Linked DNA regions of Urocitellus parryii: region 2 is linked to region 1. The links are chromatin contacts, called in public Hi-C maps. All regions are on one chromosome and are shown on one strand. Each heading gives the region's core, a stretch centred on a gene start, on an enhancer-like site or on the middle of the called end of the contact. The rest is flanking DNA. Distances are from core to core; before and after follow the strand shown.

Region 1 (6,070 bases), core at 1,514-4,013:
TGGAAGAACCAAGTATATATTTTCTTGACTTAGGCTTTTCACTGCTACATATAACTCAGAATTACAGCTCTGACAATCTCTCTTTGAGACAAACACATAATCTACAATAAACTGTCATAAATTCTGTTTATAAACTGTCATTAAAACAAAACAAAACACAATGGTACCAAAACTGAAAGTCCTTATAAGTTACCAGAAACTGCTTTCAGAATCTAAGGTTTTTCTGTTCATCCCCTCTTCTTCTACTCTAACCTATGTCTTTTCAAAGTTTAATTCAAGATTTCAATTTTTTTCTTGAACTGTATTCTTTTTTTACTAGTAGTACAAATCCATAAACACTTTTTTTCACAATTACTAAATTCTACAAATTCTTGAAGAAGAAATATTTTTGCAACTCATTTGAGGTTGCAAAGCATAAACCTGACCTGAACTGACATGAGTCTGACTTTATCCCATTTAAGGTGAACACATATACATTTTCTTGCAGTTTTTTAACATGTTTGAATATAGGAAGCCTCACTGTGGATATTTTATATATATATATATATATATATATATATATATATATATATATAAAATTACCTTCCTAAAAATCTGAAAATGTACAAATTCCAAAGCCATGTGGGCCTCAGATAACATATACCTGCAACCACATTTTATCAATTTCTGTACATTTTTATTCCAAACCTTCAAATTTAGTTACAATAAGATAAATAGTTTTGGGGGAAGGTGTCTACTTCAGAAAGTAAACCCATTCACATAATTGTATAAGCACATACATTTATTGTTTTAAACAAACCACCTTAGAAATGAACTGTTGGAACACTGTGAGTTAAGAACTTCCAATACAAGGTTTAAAAACCTAGTGTACCAGGAGGAATCAGGTATATAAGAAGTTGAGTGACAAATTCCTTGAAACATTTCCCGAGGTAATCCCTAATTGCAGGTCCAATTGTAGCTATGCTTTTAAATTCATACCATTACTGTTCACGATTTGCCACATTGACTTAACAAAGTTGTTTTTAACAATTTCTAGTTTCCCAGCCCTGAGACATTTCAAAAACTTATCAAATCAAAACATTATTCCAGTACTAATACTTTAAAGAAGAGTGAGTTATTTTAGTAAGTTCTTAGTCATTTAAGAGGGAGGTTTTCAGAAATTAATTGCAAGTAGGAATAAAGAATGTATAATGTTCACTAAACTTTTACTATTTTGTCGCGCACAGTTGCATGACAAATCACAATCTTTGAATATATCAAAGCAAACTTTCAAAAAGTATTTAAATATTATGTCAAACATAAATCTCAAAACGAGAGGCTAATTTTTTATTGTGTTCAAAAGTAACCAGAGTCAAAACTACCAGCGCAAATCGGGAAAAGGGAGAGAGGGGGCTGTCCCATGACATCATCTGGCAACATGTAGTTTGAAGCCCTAGAGCGCTCTCCAAATAACCCTTCCGAAAATCCGGCTGGGAAATCATCTCTGTCAAGCTTAGGCAAGTTGAGTTTAAATAAAAGGTTCAAAAGGCCTCCCCCCACTTAAGTCACGTGTCTGTACCATATGAAAAATAAAACCATCATCCATGTATCTACCTCCCACTACCTTGAGAGCAACGGAAAGGTCACAATTAAGTGGAAACTCGCGGCAGAGCCTGTTCAATCGGAAGGGGGAAGGGAAAGAAAAGAGCGAAATATCCACACCTCCAAGGCAGGCAGGCAGGCAGGCAGGCAGCTCCGTGGAAAACCCACTCCTGCCTGCCTGACATGTATGTTCATCCAAAAGATAATGCCACTCCAGGATGCATGTCATGCCCTTAGACAAAAGTGTCGTGTGTGTGTGTGCTCGCGCGCGCGCGTGTGTGCAGGGAGCTAGGGGGTTAAGCCCCAGAAAATAACCAAAAAGGTCCATCAGAACCGGCCACCCCCAACATTTCCAGAGCGTGAAAGGTGCAGCTCGCCAAGTGTTCGAGGCTGTCCACCAGGCGCAACTCTTTCAATTCGGCCAACGAAGTCCAACCCAGGTGCATCGGCCGGGGGCAGCGCCCGGGCACCCCAGAGGAGATGCGGGCCCCGGGCGCCCCTCGCCCGACCGCCCTCCCTCCTTGCCGTCGGGGCGGCCCGCGGCCCCCGCCCCGTACCTACCGCCGTCGCGCCGGCGCCGGCGGGCACGATGGGTGGCAGCTTCTCGCGCTCCGGTTCCTTCCCTTTCTTTTCCTCAGAGGCGGCCGCCGCCACCGCCGGCGGCGCGGCAGGCGAAGGCGCCCGTTCCGCCTCACTCATGTCGGGCCGGATGGCAAGAGCGCGAGGCGGCGGCGGCGGCGGCGGCGGCGGCGGCGGCCGGACTGCTGCTGGGGCTGGCGCTGCTGCCGCCCCGGCCGCGAGAGGGCTCTGAGCTGCCGCTTCCAACCACCGCTGCCGCTCCGCCCCCGCCCGCGTCCGCGCCTCCGCGCGCGAGCCTGAGCCCGAGCCCGCGCCCTCCCGCCGCCCCCGCGCGCGCCTGGCTAGCGGATTCGGCAACGCGCCGCTCCTTCCAGTTCTTGGCCCGGCCTTCCCCGCCCCTCCCGGGTTTGCCCGCCGCGGGTCCCGGGCGCTGGCCGCAGCTAACCTCGTCCACCTCGAGGGCCCGGAGAGGAGGCGCCGCGGTCGACGCCCGGCCGCCATGTTTTCTGGAGATTGCCGCCGAAATGACGAGGAGGGGATCCCGCATAGGAGGGCCTGGACTCGCGGGCAACCAGGCGAGCCCTGCAAAGGGTCAGGCGGGGATGAGGCAAGCCCCAGTGGCACCCATAAGGCGGGCGGACGCTCAGCTTCGCCTTCACGACCGCCCTGATCAGAGGCGCCTAGGGGTACTGAGTACGGGTGAGCGCCGTGGGCCCAAGGGTCTGGGCTGGTGGTCTTGGGGCTTCTAACCACAAAGCCCCAAAGCCACGCGCCCAGGGACCGCCGCTTGCCCTGCCGATTCCTGGTCGCCCGGCAGCGAGCCTGCGCATCCTCGGGAGATAGCCTTTCTTTTCTTGGCTATTGACCTTTTGTACATTATATTTAGTGGCTTAGACCAGCAAAGGAAAAGCCCGGAGTGGGAGGAGGGGAGTGCGACATTGTGGGCCCCAACCCCACACACGCACACAATGGGGCAGGGCAGCCAGGCCACAGTTTCCATTTCTGTTCCTCCCGTCCCCCTTCCGACTGCCAAATCCGCCTCTCCCTTCCCGTCCCCACGCGCCTACGTTTGCTTTCCCCCACCCCATCCCTGTGCTGCCTCCTATTCCTTGTTCCTTTCCGTTTATAAGTTACAGATGGACATACCCAAACTCTGCTGCATAATCCTTAATAGCAGATCATTATAAAATATGGTTAAGAACGTTAAAACTGGAGAGTTTAATCATATTAAAATACCCCCCACCTCCATCACCAAAATACGTAGACAGTTTCCTTTCCTTTCTCATCGCCCCCTCCTTTTCCTTTTCTTGGTCTACTGGAGCGGCAGAGACACCTGCTGATCCAAGAGAAGGGAGGGAGTAAGAAAGGACTGTGCTGCCTATTAAAAATAGAGAATTTCTCGACATTCAGGTCTTCGGATTTTTAGGGTGAGACTTCATTGCTTAAGGTTGAATGAATTTTCTGATCAAGGACACTCAAGATTCAAATATAAGAATGATAACAAAACAAATCCAAATATGATTTTTTTTAGTCATCTGTTGTTTCTACATTCATGTATTAGTATAACTCCTAGTTGCAGTGCATGGGGAGATGGAGTTGCATGTTTTTCAAACCCAGAATTTGTAACAAGCTGATCTTGAAATAAACAATGTAATAAGTACAATAGTATTCCATATTGTCTTCAAAATGATAGTCTGATTTCAATTTGGAAAGACTTTCTAGTTTTGATGTAGTTGTTGTCACCGCCTGTTTCCTTGTTAATTAACAAAAGGTATGGAATCTGTGTCGTAAAGCCAGCAAAAGCATTTCAGTACTAATTCTTTCTGGAGGGAAATGATGTATACACATATTATAACAGCCTCCTCCTCCTTTCTTTTTTCAGAACTTTCCATCTTAAACCTGAAATACTCACCCATGGAGAGAGGAGCATGCCATTATTTTCTACTTTCAGCAGGTGGGCATGCTGATCATTGATAAAATAACAACTCAAATGTTATTTTATAAAGTGAAGCCTTTATTTTTTATTTTTTTTTTAAAGAGAGAGTGAGAGAGGAGAGACAGAGAGAGAGAAATTTTAATATTTATTTTTTAGTTCTCGGCGGACACAACATCTTTGTTGGTATGTGGTGCTGAGGATCGAACCCGGGCCGCTCGCATGCCAGGCGAGCGCGCTACCGCTGAGCCACATCTCCAGCCCAAGCCTTTATTTTTTAATACAATTCAAGATATTCTGTGCTGTTGAGTCTGGATTGATAGAGCAAATATTAGGGGGGAAGTATTATCTTTCCTATTATTTTGAGCTAGATTTAGTAATATGCTATAAAAATGCTTGGATCAGAAACCACTTGGATTACATGCTTTATGCTTTCACTTTTCATGTGTGAGACAAACAAAAGTATGTCTGTACAAGTAGTCACATTCAGTAGAACAAATGCTTAAATATTGACAAAACAAGGCAAGTCAGAAATGTTAATTTCTTCCACTGCACCAGAGTAGACAACCCATTTCTATACAAGTTCATTATCACCTGTAACTAGCTCATTGATGTTTGCTTGTACTTCCTATTAAATATATTCCTCTCAATTCACCACCCTGTCCCTCCTTTATATATGCTCCAGTTTGGGAACTGGAGAGGCTGTAGTGTGATAGCTCTGAGAGAACTTGTGGGCTTGAGAGACACATTCTTAACAGCCATGTGGTACTTCTGGCAAGTAGGGAGAGGAGATGTTTGTGGAACAGGACATACAGAGATCTTTGACTGGTCTATACAGAGGTGTAGAGAAGTTGCTTTTTGGCTCTGCTAAATGTGGCATCCACGTATAAATTTGTTAGCCTTGGAATAAATGGAGATGAGGCAGAAGAAGCTTTGTACCTTCTTAGTCCAGAGGGAAAACCTGAACTCATTAAATAGTGAGTTTTCAGGTAGATTTAGGAAGATGAAATACCTCTGGGGAATAGGGTTTTGTAGGGTGGCAGTGGGAGTTAGAGAACTCATTATTTCTGTAAAAGAAAGAAAAAGACTAGATTAAAAGGGAATAGGTGAAATTATAGATAACTTCTATTTTAATTACATACAGTAATACTAATCTAGTGAATAATAGCAAAGAAGGCTCTGGCAATCATTTAAGAATGGTATATAACTATTATGGAAGATACAGTTATGAAATAGTGCAACTCATTTTTTAACACTTTTTTATTTTTTTATTTTTTACATTTCAATTGAGGGTTGTCCTAAAGTAATAAACTTGGGGAAATGTACTTATGTTAGCCATGTTGGCATTGTTAAAAACATTGTGAGAATACTTTCTTAGGTATAATTATTGTGACTTTGAAATTCCTACTTTAAAAACAACCATTCTTTTATTTAAAAAAAAAAAAAAGAAAGCAACATGCTGGGCGCAGTGGCACATACTTGTAATCCCAGCGGCTTGGGAGGCTGAGAGAGGACAATCACGAGTTCAAAGCCAGCCTCAGCAAGGTGGATGCACTAAGCAACTCAGTGAGACCACGTCTCTAAATAAAATACAAAATACGGCTAGAATGTGGCTCAGTGGTCAAGTGCCCCTGAGTTTAATCCCTGGTACTTCCCACCCCCAGAAAAGCAACAAATTGTCATGAAAGAAAAAAATAGAAACCATAGATTAGCAAAATGAAGAAAACAAACACTATGAACCTGCCCAAATTTAGGTATTCACTAATACCCTGATCTGTATCTTTACAAAATCTTCCATAACTATTTTTCTGTGTACACACACACACACACACACACACACACGCTGTTCCTTCCTCTTTAAAAAGTAAAAACAACATACGAAAATGCAGCTATTGAATCTCTGCAACTCATTTTTTAGAATATACCCAGTGATGGGATAAATCTTTACAACCCTGGCCCACACATGTGGTCTTTGAG
Region 2 (6,070 bases), core at 923-3,422, 170 kb before region 1:
ACCAGAGTTGGGTGATCTTGGAAGCCAGAATGAGGAGTCTGGGTGGAGTTCTAGTCTCTGGTCAATGAGGCCATGCCATCCTATGCACTGTGTTCAAGATTTTGCTGGGCATTCATAACTCCCTTGTTCTCCTTGTTCTGCATCACAATCTCAGATTATTCCATCATGGCCCACTATTTGCCAACGTTTGGACTGCAGTTGCCTCCTAACTGGACCCCCCTCTCCTCCTCTTATATCTCTTCCCATAGTTCTCTACACACCACTGGTAGAGTGATTTGTCAAGAGGCAAACTTGATCAGTGGCTTTGCCTGCTTGACCCCTTTATGGCTTTGCATGGTACTTATGCCAAAAATCTAAAACCTTTATCACAATTTAAAACCTGCTGGATCTAGCTTCTCATTTGTCCTTTGGCTCAGCATTCTGGCAGGAAAAGAGCATAATCAAAATGGGTGAGTATAAGGCTGTGGAAGGGATTTGAGAAATAAACCAAGTGAAGTCCTGGATGGGTAATAACAGGGAGTTGTTAGCACCTCTAGTTCTGAATGACAGGTGGAGGGAGTCATTGTCTGGCCTACCAAGTAGCTTCATAGAGATGATCATCCGATGGAAGTATGGCCATGAGGAGAGGGGTACAGCCACCATAGCTAGATGAGCTGCCCTAAGTACAAATAATGTCACAAAAATCTGGAGGGCCCCTTGGAAGTCTCTAGAGGCCCTTGAGTAGCTTTCATGTCACCTGTACTTGAAATGCACTGCTTTTTTTTCTGTATCCTGTGCTTGTCCCTTCACCTAGCTTGTCCCTTCCCTGCTTTTCTACTTTCAACCTGAGTAGGCTTAAGGATGAAGCCTTTGTTGATTTTCTCCATTTAGGTTACGTACTTCATCACATATTTTGTCGGTATCCTCTAGTTATCTTTTGCTATGCATATGGAAATTTCACAATAATTAATTGTATGATCACTTATTTAATCATAGATGCGTTGTTGGAGCCCATAGTGGGCAAACAAGACTACAGGGTATCTAAACAAATACCTTTTGCATGTGTAGGATGTAGTAAGATTAAGACTCAATGTTGTAGGCACTGGTAAATGCAAGGGATACAGAGATGGGCCATATTTGGTACCTGTCCTCAAGAGTTCATGATCTAATAGAGGAGATAGTTACATAAGCAGATAAAATCATGCAGTTCGAGAACTATTCTAGCTGTCTAAACAAGTTCATCTCCAAAGCACAGGGAAGAGAACAGGGCATTCTGTCTCTGTCTCTAGTGGGGGAAGAGTTTAACATTGGATATTAGAGCTGGACCTTGGAGGATGGGTAGGGTTTGGTCAGGTGAAGGTCTTCCAGGCAGAGGGAACAGCATGAACAAACTGAAGACTATGGCACATCAAGATAGGGACTTATTTGACCTGTGTACTTTCCACAATTAGAGGGGTACATTAGCCAGCATAACTTTCCAGGAAGTTTTAGTCGATGGTGTTCTTACACAAGCAATAAAGTGAGAGACCAAACAAGGAGACACTGGGAGATAGAGGAGGGAAAGAGATATTTGGAGGACCATGAAGAAAATGGTAAGTTGGACAATAGCCAAAAGCAGCATAGGAGAATCAAAGGATGACAAATGCTTTTATGTAGAGTAAAATAATTCTTTATAAGTTATTACTTAAAAGAACCCAAGCTTCCATTAGTCCTAGTGTCTGGCTTGTGATCTGAAAACAAATCTGCCATGTCCTAGGACAACTTGTACTTTTGCTGAGAATCCTAGGTCTAGGGCATTGAGTGGTTTGGTTGGCACTGTCCTGTGGTACTTTTGAAATAACATTTCCCGCTGTCTGCCAACTTAATAGTTCACTATCTTTATTTAGGATTTTTGTCAACACTCTTCTCTAGACTATTTCTGAAAGAATCTTTTGACAATTCATATTACTGCCACCTGTTGATTCACCACATTCACATCCTTTCAATGTCACCTTCTCAATTTCTCTATCATCTGTGCAGGGTTCTGAAGTCAACAACAGTTTTTCATGATTAATGCATCCATTTTGCCCAGCAGGGGTGTGTCACTTGTATGAGGTCTTGGGTCAGGTGTTGGAGAAACCCAGAGGAATAAGGTACTGTTCTTGCCCTCAAGAAACTCACAATCGAACAGAGTAGACAACCCAAAACAGATTTTTATCAAATAGATGGTGAATGAAATGATACAAATAGCTTCATGATCTTATGAAAAACACCAATGAAGTTTCCTGAGGAGGGGGAGGGAGTGGAAGGCATCCTGGGGAAAGACATCTGAGAAGAGCCTCAGAAAGATCTAGACATTTGTCAAGGAAAGGTGAGTAGATGGAGGGATCTCCAGGCAGAGGGATCATCTGAGCCCAGGTAGGGCAGGAGATGACAAATGGAGACAAAGTTGGTGAGAGAGGCAGGGATCTTGGAGGGCTGTGAGCAAAGCAATTTGTTTGGGTTGTTCATTTTTGTAGATTTAGATTATGGACAGCTATTGTGAGATTTTATGGTCAGAGCTCTATTTTAGATACTTTGTTGATTTTGATGACTTTGAATGACACAATCTAAGGAAAATCTGCCCAGAAGGCAACTACTCCAACTGATGAAGTGAGAGTTGGTAGGACAAATGCAGTGGAGAAGAGGATACAGATTCTGAGAAATACCAAGGAGGTAAATGCAGGCAGGACTTGGTGACTGAAGAGAGGGTGAGGAAGAGACAAGCATCCAACAGAGTGCTTAGGCTCAGATCCTAATTTAATATCTGTGGAGGAACCAGCAAATTCCTCAGATAAGCTGTACACAGGACATTTGGTCTTGGCTTCAAAAATAGACTCCATCACATACTGTGAATTTCACCATAGTGTTTTAGTCTTACTGAGTCTCAATTTCCCTGTCTGTAAGATGGAATTATAAAAGTGACTTTGAGGATTAAATGAAAAAAAGGTTTAAAGGTTTTGTAAAGCTGAAAGGGCTAATCATACAGTCAGTGTTATTGCTCAAGTGCTGCCTCTGTGATCTTTACCAGTTGAATTTTGCATTTCTGTTTGGAGTTTGCAAAATAATCACCTCTTCCAATATCACCCAGGGAGAAGACTTATTTCACAAATAGCATCCAAATTTTGAATTTGGGGGTGAAGCTGTGTGGAAACAAGACAAGAGTAAGTAAGATATTTAATTATCTTTTGCCCTGTTTTAAATGATAACTCTCTTTTGTTTTTAACTTAATAACTTTTAATTTAGATAAACATTTATTGTAATCATATTGTTGAAGTGATTACATCATCAAATATGTAAAAGGACTTGGCAGTATTGGATGCAGAGTTTGTTCTTAATAACGTGAATTTTCTTTCTTCCGTCCTTTCTTCAGAAAGAAAAAATAAACTCTCATTTAATCACCAATTGTCTGAACTCCAAAACTCTGCAAAATGCAAACTCAGTAATGCGTACAAGAAAGCAAGTCCTCATGCCCCAAATCATCACTCATCTATAGGAGATGGGTTTATTTTTTTTTTTTAATTAGGGAAGTGAGGGCATTTTGAAGCACTTTTTCATCCTTTTGATGGCCCTCAAATAATTTTTAATTTTACTAAGTGACAAAAATTTAAGAGTTGCTCATTTTAAAAAATTCATTACCTTGCTAATAGAAAATAAGACTTGGAGAAAGTTGGCTTTGAGATGTGTTTTGGAAATTGTGGTTGACATTCTAGAAGATTTATTACACTTCAAACAAATTATTAAAGCCTTAGTACAAATAGTTGACTGAGTGGGATCTGGAAAAGTGTTCATCCTCCACAACTTCCCCGGCTGGAACTTTCCACCACTTCCTGAACATGAAGTGGCTACATGGAAACACTGTTCTGATTGGCACAAAGCCCCGGCCTAAGTCAGTTCTACTTTTTGTCTCCATGGTTAGCGAGTTAATATAGCATTTTAGTTTAAAAGAAAGGAACAAGGAGTTCTGAACATTGGTTTTGTATTTAGTAATGGTTTTGTAGAGCTGGGAGTAGGGTGATATGATGCATTTATATGTATGCGTATGCATGAGGGAGATGGTTAGAGGAGGAAAAGGTTAATTTTGTCATATTTGAAGGAAATATTGGGTTCTTTACAAATAGGGACCTCTGCTAAGATTGGATTCCTTCTATTAAAGGTGTTCTTCCATAGCCAAAGTTCATAGCTGTGTCAAAAAAACAGAGTATAGAACAGAAAAAATAGTAATTTCTGGATGATGTGAATTTGGTGAGTAAAGAGGGGTCTGGTTAGACAGAGAGCTGCTGTATCTCACAGGCTGGTTTTTTTTAAGACTATTTGTTTTTTAAGCAAAGAAGTAGAATATAAAAATCATAAGATGTGAAGATTTAGCAAGGGGTTAGGGGTGTAACTCAGTGGTAGAGCATGTGCTTAGTGTTTGCCAGTTCCTGGGTCCAATCACCAGCACCACCCCCAAAAAAATATTTGATAAAATATGGGACTAAACCAGAGGTGCACAAACCCGCCCAGTCATAGCAATGATAATATATACAGGGCCCACCCAGCATAGACAAAGCCAATCAGCCAGGAAAGGGTTTTCCTGGCTTCTTGCTGGGAGGAACTAGAGATAGGGAAGAACAGAACTTAAGAGTATACATTGTGTCCATTCTCTCTTCCTGAAGGATTCAGTTATTGCCCCAATAATTCTCTTTCCTGAGCTAAAATGGAAACTCTTCAAGTCACCAAAGTAGGTTGGACCAGACCAGCGGTCCCCTTGCACAATTTCCTTGCTGTGGTTTGAATGTGCTTCTGCCCAAACTCATGTTGAGGTTTGATTCCCAACATACTGATATTAAAAGGTGGTAGGATCTTGAAGAGGTGAGACCTGGTGGGAGGTGACTGGATCATGCGTGGCTGGTTGCATGAAGGGATTAATTCTGGTCTCTTGGAGTGGGTTAGGTTTCAGAAGCATGGGATAATTCTTGCCAGAAAATTCATTATAAAAGAGAAAGTCTGGTCCTCCTGTCTCTTGCTTCTTCTTGCATTATGTAATGTCTCCTCTGCATGCACCTGCTTGCTGCTCTCACATGTGCTCCACCATGTGATACCCTCTGCCATATGGGGATGCAGTCAGTTGGTCCTTTTTAGGGGTCTGTGCCATGCTATTTCGACTTTCCAATCACCAGAATCATGAGCCAAGTAAACCTCTTTTCTTTATCCATAATCATTCAGCATCTTGTATTTTGTTATAGTAACATAAACCAGACTAAGACATCACTCTTTTTTTTTTATTTAATATTTATTTATTTATTTATTTTTTAGTTTTCGGTGGACACAACATCTTTGTTGGTATGTGGTGCTGAGGATCGAACCCGGGCCGCACGCATGCCAGGCGAGCGCGCTACCGCTTGAGCCACATCCCCAGCCCAAGACATCACTCTTGAGGTGCTTTATTTGTCCATGTTACTATGTCTTCAAAACACTTTAGTCCCCCTCTACAGAGGGGTGAACGAAAACAATTTATTATACACATACTTCCAATACCTGCTCCCCCAAGGCTGGCTAGCTGCCTAGTCACTGAGTGATCCATTCTCCCCCTCCCCTTATTAGAAATGACTACCTGTGTTCTGTATGAACTTCTGATACAAAAGTGGGTTTCTTTGTGGACTTTTTCACTTCACTGATTATTTTTGCACCAATATATGTTTATTGTTTTTTGAACTCTAGTTCTATAAAATGTTTTAATTTGATAGGGCTAATATTTTATCATTATTCTTGTTCAGAATATTTTTTTTCTCATTTTTATTTTTTTTTTCATGGAACTTTCCTATGAACTTTAGTACATTTTGGCGAGTTTCTATTCCTTCTCCTGCATAACCCATTCCCTCTCATCTTCCATATAATCATATTAAGGCCCATAGAAATGTCCTTCAGTAGTGTTTCAGTTGTTTCACCTTAGGATTCTTTGTAACTTGTGCTTTTATTCACCCTAATCCTTCCATGAATATGGAGAAATTGCTGCAACCTGAAGATGTAACTATCAACGGGAGAGAAGGATTCCTTCCCGGTCATCAGGTTGTTATTTCATTCATAGCTC

What was found. A called contact is a pair of places that touch in the nucleus more often than the background predicts.
Region 2: a contact with region 1 is called in a Hi-C map of muscle, with 1.9 times the contacts expected there. The contact joins the promoter of Ppp1r3c here to the promoter of LOC113188834 in region 1. A contact is called at or near these places in 2 of 2 Hi-C or Micro-C datasets (liver and muscle).

Annotation. Positions count from the first base shown.
Region 1 is chr5:175,852,340-175,858,409 of mUroPar1.hap1, reverse strand. LOC113188834 reads left to right here and starts at 2,763. Exons shown (of 5, transcript XM_077798685.1): 1 at 2,763-2,859; 2 at 4,043-4,114. The coding sequence starts at 2,763. Hectd2 (HECT domain E3 ubiquitin protein ligase 2) reads right to left here and starts at 3,548. Exons shown (of 21, transcript XM_026397346.2): 1 at 2,606-3,548. The coding sequence starts at 2,707.
Region 2 is chr5:176,021,855-176,027,924 of mUroPar1.hap1, reverse strand. Ppp1r3c (protein phosphatase 1 regulatory subunit 3C) reads left to right here and starts at 2,172. Exons shown (of 3, transcript XM_026397338.2): 1 at 2,172-2,329; 2 at 3,089-3,161.